Linked DNA regions of Mus musculus: all the other regions are linked to region 4. A link is a contact called in public promoter capture Hi-C data. All regions are on one chromosome and are shown on one strand. The core of a region is the stretch at or near the end of the contact, and the rest is flanking DNA. Distances in the headings are between cores, read along the strand shown. Region 1 holds the start of BC065397 (cDNA sequence BC065397). Region 2 holds the start of Fam199x (family with sequence similarity 199, X-linked). Region 3 holds the start of Nxt2 (nuclear transport factor 2-like export factor 2). Region 4 holds the start of Tbc1d8b (TBC1 domain family, member 8B).

Region 1 (3,179 bases), core at 288-2,787, 2.9 Mb after region 4:
CCTAATTAAAAACAGTAAAATTTAAAAAAATTAAAAATCCTTCACCCGTGTGTACAAATACATATAATTAGTAACTAAAACCTATTTTTTTTTGGCTGATTATAGTGTAGTAGAATTTTGTTAAGAAAAAAGAAATACCTATGGGAAGGATTTAAAACAACATCTGAAATAGAGAAAATATTAAAAATTGATGGTCTGACTCGGGAGATGTAGGGGGTCTGCTGCTCAAGCATGAGGGCCTAAGTTCAGTTCCCCAGCACGTATATAAAAGCCGAACATGGGGCACCTATCTATAACCCCCGTATTTTAAGGGGGACTGTTGGTAGAAATGGGCAGATCCTGGGAGCTCACTGACAAGCCAGTATAGCCCATGTAGTAAACTCTGAGTTCAGTGAGATCCTTCCATAGAAAATAGGGTGAACCGCAACAGAGGGAAAAGACCTAAATGAAGGTGAACTTTAGCCGCGAAATGCACAGGTCACACAGGTACATCGAGAAAAAAAAAAACCCTCAAGGCGACATCATTATGCGCTGTGAAACCTAAGTGAAATGCTTTCCTACTTACTATCGACTTTAAAAGACACAACCACGTTTTTTTTTTTTTCGGAATTGTAACGAGAATAGTAGGGGAGAAAATGCCCTTTGTCTTCGAAAAACAGCTTAGTCAGGAACTCCACTACCCCCAAGGCTGTACCTGATAACCAGCCCCCAATGACATCAGTCGCTAAGATAACCAGACACGGGACAAGAATCCCATGACGCCCGCTGGACTGTGAGTATATAAGGAGGGAGATAGAAAGCATCGGTCTTTCGCTGCACACCTGGAGAGACACCTTGAGCCGCCCTTGTGGCTGGAGAGTCTCCCTAGGCGCCTGCATCGGAGACTAGGCCTGATCTTCAGGTAAGGTCCGTCACACAGGTGAGCTCCCTCAGGGGGGAACAGGCTTAAAACTGTAGTTAGGAACTAAGAGTTTTAACTGTGTGATGACTCTCACCGTGATAAAATATAACTTTTGGTATATTAAGTACCTACCTTCTCACTCCGGACAGCACAGAACCACTACATAAACCTGAGGGGCCAACACACGTACCTGATAAAAATTTCAAGAGGGGAAAAAAGTGAGCAAAAAGAATATTCTTTCATTGGTTTATTTATGTAGTGACGGGGCCTCAATATGTAATCTAAGCTGGCCTTTAATTTGCGGCCCTTCTTCCTCCCAAGCGCTGATACTGCGGCTGCGCCACAGCTCACGAAGGGTTTTAGCATCAGAATTTAGGCCCATTTATCAATCCTGAGAAAAAACAAAAGATGTGCCAGAACAGGTGACTTTTTTTTTTTTTTTTTTTTTTGCTTAAGGAAATTAACCAGAATTTTCGGATATATAATTCCTTGCCTAGTACTGTTACTTCACAGAACTTGATCTTATTCATCTTTAGGAATTTAAGATATATATATGAGTCAGCCAGAGATTAGGGAGCCCATAAAATAAGAAGTGGGTGGAGCAAAAAAATCAATCTCACAATCCCTGGGAACCAAGCAGTAACTCCTTTGGCTGGGATTTGGTGACATCTAGCGGCAGATTCAAGAGGTTTACTGCTCAGCCAGTGAACTTTCTGGAAAATTGGCCGAATGTGTATTTGATCACTCCGCTTGGAGATTAGGAAAAAAGGTAGGTGAGGCTCACCACCCACAGGAAACTGGAGTTGTCTCTATCACTGGGGAATTTAGTTGCCTATGTTTTCATTAAAATTTTGTGTGCCAATTTAGCGATAAACCTGGTGAGGGGGCATAAGGGAGATTCGCAGTAAATTTGGTGAAGGGCAAAGGGGAGGCCTTGGGGACAGAGAGGAGGGGGTGTACAACTGGAAACTTGAAAGAAACGCCCTTTTACGTTACTAATATAGTTCTGAATCTTAACCATGGAAGAAGTTTATTTTGGTGGACTATAATGTGGGAATAATGATCATCTCTAGGGTCTAAAATTAAATCGGACTGGGTGGAGTGGCGCATGCTTTTAATCCCAGCGCTCGAAGGCCGTGAAGGGACAGGTGGATCTCCGAGTTCCAGGCCAGCCAGGGCTACCTAGTTACAACAGGCCTCAAAAACAAACAAAAAAACGAAAAAAGGCAAAGAAAAGAAAGGAATTTGATTAAATCGGCAGGCCTTTTCTTACAGAAGCCCTTTCCTTTAGATACTAGCACTGTCCTAGTTATTCTCAGTTTTATTAATGCAGTTTGCAAACATAAAAAAGGCAGAAAAATCCACCAAAATGAGGGACCTCGCCTACGCTCACGCGCGCGCGCGCACACACACACACACACACACACACACACACACTCACACACGGCCCCTCCCGTCCCCACCAGGGCAGCACGCCTGCGCACACCCATCATCGCCAGCGCCACGAGGGCGGCTGTGCGCCCACACCCACACTCCACAGCCACGCGAGCCTGCCTGCGCCCGCGTGCGCGCAGACACCCCGTTTCTCCAAAGCATCCAGGCATCCGCCCAGTGGCACTCACCACCCTCACACGCCTCACACCTCAAAACCTTCACCATTCCTTTGCCTTTGGTTTTTTTGGGGGGGCGTTGGTGTTTTTTTTTCCTCTCTCCCCAGGTCCGCGAGTTGCGCAACAGGCTCGGGGGCGTGGCCCCGGGTCTGCCCTCGCTCTTCCCACTCGCGGGAACCTTAGCTCATTTCCGCCTAGCCTGTTTCCGCCAGCCACGTCGGCACTTCCTTTCCCAGCGGGGCGGGGGCGGGGGAGGGGAGCGGACCCACAAACCCATAATGCCTCCCTGCAGGAGAGAAGGCGAGCGCGAGGGGGGGAAAAAAAAAACCCACGGTCAGGGGAACTCTGGGTCGTGAAGACGGGCCACGTGAACGCGCTGCCCTATAGACTTCTGACCCAACGGCTGGAGCGCACTTGGAGGGCGGGCTAAGATCCTAAAAGAACCATCGCCATTGGCGGGAGCCCTCACTGAAGAAGGATGCTAATTGGTTTGCAGTCGGCCCTAAGCATGAAGAAGCAGGTTGCTAGCACCCGCCTTTACTGCGGCTGAGTGTCACTGCTGACGTGGGGGCGGCTGTCCAATCATCTGGGTATGGAACATTCTAAAACTCAGACAAGACGGCTAGGATTGGCTGATGGGCTAAGCCCGCCTCCAGGGTGACGTGTCT
Region 2 (2,967 bases), core at 162-2,661, 2.6 Mb after region 4:
ATCAGCCCACCCTAAACTTGCTCTACTTCCCTCATCAGGGATGCAAGGCGGGTGGTATGCTATAGGACTCTTCCAGAGTTTACCTTTGGGGATACCCAACAGAAGTAAGGCAATGGAAGTAAGGAAGTAAGGAAGGGGGAAATGACTAGTTTATAGGGCAAGCATATAGCTCAGTTGGTAGAAAGCTTATCTAGCACGCATGAGGTTCAGGTTTCAAGCCATAGTACTGAAAAAAATATAAATTTGAACTGATTAAAACACACTAAGCTTAGTTGGACATCACAAATGTCTGTAATCCCAGCACTTGGGAGGCAGGTTTGAGGACCAGGAGTCCAAGGTCATCTTCCAGGCATAAGCAGTTTTGCTGATGGTCTAACCTATGAGAAATACTGGTCTCAAAGCAACAATGGGGAAAAAAAAAGACTAATTTCCCGGTACAATTTGGTTTAGGGTGAGGTTAAAATTGAGAAAGAGGAGGCTCGAGCTTGAAAGGTGCTTTCATAAGATCCACTGATCGATTTGGCTCTCTCAAATTTACTCTGTAGTGTACCGGAAACGAAAGGGGTTAAACTTTTGCAGATGAATCTAAAAATCAAGAGTTGGGGTTTAGGAGTCTCTGCGTATGGATGGGGGCGGGGGTCACGAAGAGGTAAAAGGGGAAGATCTGGATGGGAAGAATTACTAGAGTGCAAAAAGGAAAGGGGGAGAAGAAAGAAGGTGCAGGGAAGCTGGTCTTCAGAAAAATCAGGGGGCAGTGGGTGAAAACAGGGAGGAGCTGGGAAGAGCCTTGGTCAAAGGAAGATGGGGGAGGGGGCAGCCCGCAGCTCAGGCTTGCACGAGGGACCAGGAGGAACCCTGCAGGAGTGCAACCTGGCGTCCTCTTGCCCCGCCTGGCAGTGGGAAGTCCACCCCTGTTCTGGGAAGAGCTCCTTTACCTGTTGGTGTGAAACCGGTGGAGCGGATCCGTGCGATGGCAGGAGGAGAGCTGGCAGCCGAAGTCGCTGATGTCCAGGCAGCCAGGTTCCTCGCTGGGGCAGGTGCCCACCCCGCGAGGAGCTCCTAGGAAAGGGAAGGGCTCCTCTGGGGTTAAAAACTTCTCATAGGAAGTGGTGGCCGACGCCTCGTCGGACATGGTGGGAGATGGGCCGGCTTGGTCTCACTGGCTGCAGATGGGCTACTCTGGCACTCGCCCCTTCCCCCACGCTAACCTGGCCGCGGTGGCCTCCGCCCCCGAGTGTGCCCACCGCAGCCGCCCGAGGAGGGGAGGGCTCTGCACAAAGGTTGCTGCGAGGCCGCAGCAGCCCACCGGCCACACAGTCCGCTCCTCTGAAACCTCAGAAGCCGCCGCCACCGCCGCCAAGCCCGACGAGTCACTGCGGCGCCGCCGCCCGGCCCGGCCGCCCCGCCCACTGCGCTCGCTGCTCGCTGCCCGCTGCGGCTTCGGTCCGCCCCGTGGCCGCTGCCAGCTCCTGGGCTACCCGGAGCCGCTGCCCTTGCCCCCTGCCGGAGTGGAGGAGGAACTGAATGTCAGTGTCTTAAGCCCAGGGCGACCCAACCGGCCCGGTGCTCTACGCGGTCCCCAATTCTGGGATGCTTGAAGGGCCCACATCTCAGCCAAGCCCGCCCCCCTCGCCCCTCCTCCTCCTCCTCCTCTTTCTCCTCGTGCTTCCCACTCGCACTCCACGGCCAAACAGCAACAGTAGCCCTTAGGACTAGGGACTTAGCCAAGGTCATACTGAGGGAATATATGAAAAACGAGTCCCAGGTGCCCTTGAACACGTGGGACCACCCTGTCTCGATTCTACTTGTACTGGGCTCCTGCAGTAGGTGTGCCCAGCCAAAGCAATGAGCTGTAAGAGAAATGGACCATAGAGTGAGGAAGGAGAAAAAAAATGCCGCCTCACTTGTAAGTGGCCTCGCTTCAAAAACCCTGATAAAGCGGCTAGGCTGCTCAGAGATGCTGGGACTGTAATGTTCTTTTGTGTTCTGAGCTTTCTTTCCCTCGTAGTGTTTGGAATGTCCTGCCATTCTCCTCTGCTAATCCTTAAATCCCCAGCTCAAGCGCTAGCTTCTTGGTGAAGCCTTCCCTATCTCCCAAAGGAGACTTAGGCACTACCGCTGTTAGGTCCTGCAACCCTGCTTCCGTCGATATTATGGAGCTTAACTTGTTTGACTTAAATCAACTTACGAGGTATCACATGGTGCTCTTTGCTCCTGGCACTTCACTTCTGTGTTCTAGACAAGCGATTTTAAATCTTGGAGGCCTGGTTTTGTTTTAATATTCAGCTTTTTTAAAAGCCTGGGAAAAATCTCTGGAATAATTCTGATTGATCTTGAGTGAAGGATCCCAAATTCCTTATATAAAATATATAAATATATAACTTACATATAACCTACACACATTCTTCAAAATACTTTAAATCATCTCTAGGGTGCATAAATGCTATGAAAAGTTATGGTAATTTGTTTGAAGAATAACAAAAATCTGCATTTTAAAATACATGGGTATGATGGGACTTGAACCTAGGCCCTTGGGCATGCCTGTAGGACTGTTCAACCACATAGCTACACACTCAGCCCTTTCTCTCATGAGGATTTCCCCCACTCCCACCAACATGATTTTGTCTAAGGATGTGGATTCTAGAGATAGAGATAGCCACCTCTCCATTGTAGATGCAGGTATTTAGATACCTACCAGATGTGGCTCTTTTATTTAGATTGTTTTTTTTTTAAAGTATTGCACTGAGAACGTGGCTTTCAAAGTTATCATTCCTTAAGATGTAATTGGGTTGACCAATTAAAGCACTATACAAATGATGTTTTGCATCATAGTCCCCAGTGTACAAATCCACAGAAGTCTATCTGGGATTAGTGAGGTTAAATGAGCCATAGCTTATACAAAGGAAGGTGTGATGGTGTGAATATATTTGGCCCAGAGAGTGGCACTATTTGGAGCTGTGGCCTTGT
Region 3 (3,318 bases), core at 219-2,718, 2.5 Mb before region 4:
TTAAACAAAGAACAATAGAGACTATAAAACTCACATGTCGTCTTTTGTCCATTGTCTCATAGTAAATATTGACAAATTCCTCGGCAGCTCTACATGCCTGATCCACATAAGTTTTAAAATTCTACGAGAAAATATTCACAAATGTAGATTATAATTCCACCAATCCCCCCTCAAGCACAAAATACACAAAAGAAGTTGTCAATTTATGCTCATCATTCTAAAGCTGCATTTGAATTCCACTCCTATGACATAAATTTGAGTATTAAGATTAAGGCACAAATTTCTGCTTGAAAATCTGCTGCTAGTTTTAGGTGTATGTCTTTAAAACACATTCATCTCCCATCTTTTCATTCGTCACATATGAATCTTGGTTCTTTGCTTGGCATGTATCTGTAACTCGGAGATGTGCAGAGGCAGGGACCCTAGGTGTGAAGTGTGGGCAATTATTGAGTAGGCTAGCAAAGCGCTTCATTTCAAGCGCTTATGACCAAGCTCAAAAGCTACTGCGATTAAAAAACAAACAAACAAACAAAAAAACCAAAAAAAAAAAAAACCTGTCAAAATAGAAGTGAACGTCTAAGCAGCCTCACGGAGACATTTTTCTTACGTTATATAACCACTCACTCGTGTCTGGAAGTGAATTGCAGAACCTAAGAAATGAAACCCCTCAGATCCATTCTCACCAGAGTATCCCTGATGAAGTAACCCTTTTGTGGAGGCAGTTCTAGTCTTTGAAATAAATAAAAACAATCGCCACCCTTTTTCAGGGATCCGGAGCTTTTGCTTGCTCTATCTATCTATCTATCTATCTATCTATCTATCTATCTATCTATCTATCTATCTATCTATCTATCTATCATCTATCTATCTATCTTTAAGCGCCAACGGAAAGAGGGCCACCTAAAGCCACCGGCCACAGAGCTGCATCCTCACACAGGCTGCTGGACTCCCACCAGCCGCTCCATCTCCGGAGCAGGGGGCGGGCGGAGGGCGCGAGCTCCGCCCCAGGGGCTGGCGGGCTGGAGCCTGATTCGCCACTCGCTCATGCTCGCGCCTCCTCCCTTCTCCCTCCCCTCCCCTCCCCCCTCCCCTCCCCTCCCCTCCCTTCCCCTCTCCCTCCCCTCCCCTCGGCTGCCCTCCCCTCCGCTGCCCTCCCCTCGGCTGCCCTCCCCTCCGCTGCCCTCCCCTCCCCTCCGCTGCCCGAGCCCTAGCTTGCTTGCTCCTCGGCCAAGCCGCGGGCGCCAGGAGGTGTCACGCACTCACCACTGCCAAGGCCATCAGGGGGCTGGAAATGGTCTGCTCCAGAGCTGGCCCCGGAGATGTCCGCACTTCCGCGCTCGTCTGGGTCCTTTGGCTGTGGAAGGATGAGATGTTTAGCAACAAAACGAACCTCGCCAATGGCACAGATTTCTCAACCCGCCCATTGTCCCCCGGAAGTAGCTCAGTCCGGTGTTAAAATCACCCCGATGTTCCAACTTTAAGCAGCGTTTCCCTTCAGTTCCGAGTGATCCCGCCCATCCGTTTTAAATTACTTGCAAACTGTTTATTTACCATAAGAGAAACAGATAAACGAAAAAACTAACCAACCTACACCATCCCCCCAAAACCCCAACAAAACAGAAGGGGAGGACCTTGCTTTTGTAAGCTTAATATGGAAAACAAATACATCTCAAGTTCCCAGCTACCTGTCCTGGCACAAGTTAATATTAAATATTCAATTTTGGGTGGGAACCTCTTCACACGAGGAGGCGGGGCCAAAATTTGAAGGCCAACGAGAAACGGGGGGGGGGGGAATCTATGTCCGTAGCCAATAGGAAAAGGGGGCAGAACTTATGGAAAGTAACACCAACCGCCAACTGCACGAGGGCTGAAAAATTTTAAAGTACAGGGGGTGCTGAAAACTGTTTAAAGTACGGCCAGTGGGGTTTAAAAACTGTTTAAAGTTCTAAAATGTTCTCCATTTTGAGCCTTGGCCACTAAGCTTCGCTGGGCTGCCTACAATTTCTCACGGTTTAATATACAAGCATTTCACGGATTCTCGCCACTCTGGGGGGATTATATAACAAGGACTACCCCCCTAAACCCTACGGTGTGTGTTTCCACAGCGTATTCAAGAACAGCAGGACAAGAAACAGTTTAGTAGTGATCACAAGCACGTTTCTAAACATTTTTACTCATACTCAATTATTTATGACAACTATAAGTTAAATATTATTTTCTTATCAGTCTATTTAAAAAAGTGATTAACCAGCGACTACCTAGGATTTAAGTACAAGTAATGTTTCACTACTCCACTGCCATTTTTTGTTTGTTTTTGTTTTTTGGTTTTTGTTTTGTTTTGTTTTGTTTTTTGTTTTTGTTTTTTTTCGAGACAGTGTTTCTCTGTATAGCCCTGGCTGTCCTGGAACTCACTCTGTAGACCAGGCTGGCCTCGAAGTCAGAAATCTGCCTGCCTCTGCCTCCTGAGTGCTGGGATTAAAGGCGTGCGCCACGACTGCCCGGCTCCCACGACCGCCCGGTTCCCACTGCCATTTTTTTTTTATTACGTATTTTCCTCAATTACATTTCCAATGCTATCCCAAAAGTCCCCCACTTCCCTACCCACCCATTCCCATTTTTAAATATCACTGCCATTTTTTAAAAAAACCAATGATTTCAAAGCGGCTACCGCCGGACTTCTAATTTTTGAATCAAAATATTTCTATAAACTTACTATTTGTAGTTGATTTGTGGCTCCACCCAGGAACTGCCCGAGTTTCCAAAATGTTGGTCCCCATTGGACCAGTTACTTCGAAATTTTTTCATATCTTTATCCTCCGTCAGCTCTCACTATCCCACTAACGGTTACCGCTCACTTCTCCAAAGCTGAGCAACTGAACGTCACTGCGCGTGCGCCTTAGTTACTTCACTTTTTTTTTTTTTTTTTTTTTTTTTTTTTTGTCGGCGATGATGCTCACTTCCTGTATTCTTTTTTTTTTTTTTTTCGGGACAGGGTTTCTCTGTATAGCCCTGGCTGACCTGGAACCCACTCTGTAGACCAGGCTGGCCTAGAAGTCAGAAATCCGCCTGCCTCTGCCTCCCGAGTGCTGGGATTAAAGGCATGTGCCACCAAGCCCGGCTTACTTCCTGTATTCTTATAATTCTTATAACTTCCGGCGCGGCTGCTCCCACAAGATGCCCCACTGTTCTTTATATGCTAATGAATCACAAGTCTGTATCTTCAGTTCTAGCTTTTTTATGGAGATGAATTATACATACTGAATTTGACTAATAGTGAAAATGAGAATGGTCTGCATGTTTCTCGGGTTTCTCAGAAAC
Region 4 (2,950 bases), core at 82-2,581:
AAAGAATTTGATCAATGCCATCCAACAGGCAAGAGGTAAGGATATGATCAAAATTCAGGTGGTCAGATTTTTGCTTCTTCCCTCTACATCACCCTCCCCAAATTAAGCTGCTCCACCACTTCAAAGCCCTAATACCAAACTAAGAATTACCATGAAAAACAGCTCTTGTCTCTCCAAGGTCCAAATTTGTAAAAAGCCCCTATGGAAGACTAAGGATCTAAAAACAGCCTTCTTTGTAATCTTCAGACATGGACCAGTTTTGAATTAAGATTAACAACTGTGGGAGACTGGCTTAGAAGAGTTGAGTCTCCTTCTTGTTTAATTGGTTTGGTTTACACATCTTTGAAAGAAGGGGCAGAGCCAAACTCACTGGAGAGAAATGTACTCTTAGAAGAATACAGGGATTCCAAGGGTTGAAAACTTGGATATAGCAAAAGACGCGAAACTGAGAGGAGGTGAGTAATTCTGAGGGCTACTCCTTCACTTCCCCAGCATCAAGCAGCCCCATGCCCCGACCCAAATCTCACTTGCAGCCTCTCTCTCAAGGTGTGATTGGGGCACTTCGTTCTCCTTAGGATTCCCATGTCCTAGCAATGCCCCTCACACACTCGCACTCACTCCCTAGGGTGGTGATTATTTGTATAGGTTTTGGAAAAAAAGTTAAGTCCACACCCGCGAACCCGCTCTCCTCGCCTGTCTTAACGGGACTAGTCTAGCTAGCGCACTGCACTGCCCATCAGCCCCCTTCGCCATGGGAAGCGACCCATCAGGTACTGGAAACCCCCTTAGCTTCTCCTATCGCGGTAAGACCCAAAGAGCAACTGGGAGTCCTGTGCAAGACAGTCAGGACGCGGTGGTAGCAGAGGAAAGGTGGTGGCGGGAGCAGAATTCCCCAGTCAGTCGCCCTGGGTTTAAGATGAGGCAGCGGGCAGCGACGAGTAACTGTTTGCCTTGCCACCTATTCAGTGACAGCGGACCCAGCCCTAACGCAGGTGTAGCTGGCCACAACCTCTTACCTGTAAGTCCCCCTCCTCCTTCTTCCCCGTAGCCTCGACGCCTTTGCAGGACAAAGTACTCGTTGGATCTTTCCATCAGCCACAGCTTCAGCGCATTTTTCAACAGCACTTCCTCGGGCTTCAGCCACATCTTGAAGAACTTTGTGCCGCCTCGGGAACGGAGGCGACCTATTTGTCCTCCTCACCTCCACCCTCCCAGCCTGTCTTTACCCCTCTACTTCTCCTCCCACCAAGTCTTCCGTTGGCGGCGGCGCCTCCGGAGGTTTTCCACACTTCCCCCAACCGTGCCTTCTCTCCCACGTAGGCAGAGAGAGTGCCAACTCCCTCCCACGGAGCTACTGCCAGACTGGGAAATAGCCCCGCTTCACCTCCTCTTGGGAGTTGTAGTTTTCTATCCACTTTTCCCGTACCCGGTCTAATATAGCCCTAGACTACATTTCCCACAATGCACTGGGTTACTAGTTGGGTGGGTTGGGGGCGCCTTTGAGGCGCTCCCGCCACCAGTTAAGTGAGTTTAGCCTGTGTAAAGTTAAAGAGGGTTTTCTTTTGTCTTTTTGCTTCAAATAAGCTAACCCCGTGTATGACAGCAGTGTTCCTAGTTCTTTTATAGTGAGAGGACTAGTTTGTTGAAAACAAAGTTTCCGGCATTTTTGAGTAATGGCCCATCCAGGAAGCAGTAGCCTGCAGCAACTTCCATTTACTTTGCGCCTATTAGGTAGTAGGTGATTTCTCAGGTAATCCTCAGGGAAATCTTTCAAAGTGGATCCTCCGCTTTGCTCGCTAAGCGCTAGCAAGCGAAGTTACTTACCCACGCTCTCACAGTGGGTGAATAGACTTGTTATTCAAAAGCCTTGCCTAAATTAAATTCTGTCCATTCATACCAGAAGAATGTAAATCTCAGAAAACACTTCTTCACACACACACACTTGCGATTATCCCTTCCCCCATGCTGCCTCTGTTTATTTGACTACTGGCTGAAAAATCTCTACTCCAACTTTTTAGGTATTTCTTTTTTTTTTTTTTAACCTTAAAAAACAAACAAACACCCGAAATTCCTTGCAGGGCAGGGCAGCCTATTTTCTTGATACCTTGACAATGCTGCACAACAGCCTACGCACTAAAATGAAAGAGTTCTGCTGTGAGGAATTATTTGAGGGCTGGTTGTTGTTATTGTTGTTGTTAGGATAACTCAATCCCGACAGGAAAAGAATAGAGTGAAAGTGAAAACTGGCTTACAGAAAGAATGCAAATAAAAGGTCCTGAGAAGTTGGCAAGGTATTCAAAATAAAGATATAGGGCCATGTGGCTAAGACAATGGACTGGGACACTCAGACTAGGAGTCCTGGAGCCAGTGAACTCTGCCCCAAGGAGTGTCTCCAGGCTAAATCTTCCAAGACTTGGGCGGTTTCTGGCGAAGCAGGTATATGTCACAAGCAAGTATTTATTTTTGTGGAAGAAAAACGCAACCATCACCACCACCAACAAAGCAAAATCCCAAGGCAGAGTGTTTCCTAGCGCAAAGTCACCCTTTGAAGGTGTATTAAGGCACATCGTTTCTCCATTTCTTCACAGTAAAAGGTCAATAAATGCAGCAAATGTGGATAGCCTTTGTCTTCCTTCATTTGTACAGTTCCAGCCGCCATTGTCCGTCAGTATGCTTATGGTTCTAGTTATGGCAAAGAGCATCAGGATTGGATGGTTCCTTCTCTGTACGCTGAACCCAGCCAGGGCTACCCAGATACTCTGTCTTAAGATCAGGCCCACTTCCAGCTTGGAGCTGGAGCTGGGGATTTAGAACACTTTTGCATTTATAAACAAACACTTCACTGATTGTATAAAGAAAACAGTTTTCAAATTGAATTATGTCTATTGCGCTAAAATTTGTCTTGATCATAATGTACTTCAAGTCTTTGCAAATAATTGTTTCTCTAAAA

What was found. Promoter capture Hi-C pulls out the DNA fragments that hold promoters and counts their contacts. Capture Hi-C pulls out chosen DNA fragments and counts their contacts.
Region 1: a promoter capture Hi-C map of pre-B cells shows a contact between it and region 4, with 8 times the contacts expected there. The contact joins the promoter of BC065397 here to the promoter of Tbc1d8b in region 4. A contact is called at or near these places in 3 of 39 promoter capture datasets (erythroid cells, hippocampal neurons and pre-B cells), 1 of 115 datasets of contacts at active chromatin or transcription factors (large pre-B cells) and 1 of 9 other capture datasets (liver).
Region 2: a contact with region 4 is called in a promoter capture Hi-C map of the C10 cell line, with 5 times the contacts expected there. The contact joins the promoter of Fam199x here to the promoter of Tbc1d8b in region 4. A contact is called at or near these places in 2 of 39 promoter capture datasets (the C10 cell line and second pharyngeal arch cranial neural crest).
Region 3: a contact with region 4 is called in a promoter capture Hi-C map of liver, with 4 times the contacts expected there. The contact joins the promoter of Nxt2 here to the promoter of Tbc1d8b in region 4.

What each region holds. Positions count from the first base shown.
Region 1 is chrX:136,741,315-136,744,493 of GRCm38.p6, reverse strand. BC065397 (cDNA sequence BC065397) reads right to left here and starts at 1,537. Exons shown (of 10, transcript NR_033324.1): 1 at 1-1,537. It overlaps Morf4l2 (mortality factor 4 like 2), which reads left to right and starts at 3,142. Exons shown (of 4, transcript NM_001168226.1): 1 at 3,142-3,179.
Region 2 is chrX:137,048,038-137,051,004 of GRCm38.p6, reverse strand. It overlaps Fam199x (family with sequence similarity 199, X-linked), which reads right to left and starts at 1,411. Exons shown (of 6, transcript NM_146261.2): 1 at 936-1,411. The coding sequence starts at 1,132.
Region 3 is chrX:142,226,327-142,229,644 of GRCm38.p6, reverse strand. Nxt2 (nuclear transport factor 2-like export factor 2) reads right to left here and starts at 1,468. Exons shown (of 4, transcript NM_172782.4): 1 at 1,264-1,468; 2 at 35-121. The coding sequence starts at 1,278.
Region 4 is chrX:139,683,377-139,686,326 of GRCm38.p6, reverse strand. It overlaps Tbc1d8b (TBC1 domain family, member 8B), which reads right to left and starts at 1,331. Exons shown (of 21, transcript NM_001081499.2): 1 at 1,017-1,331. The coding sequence starts at 1,146.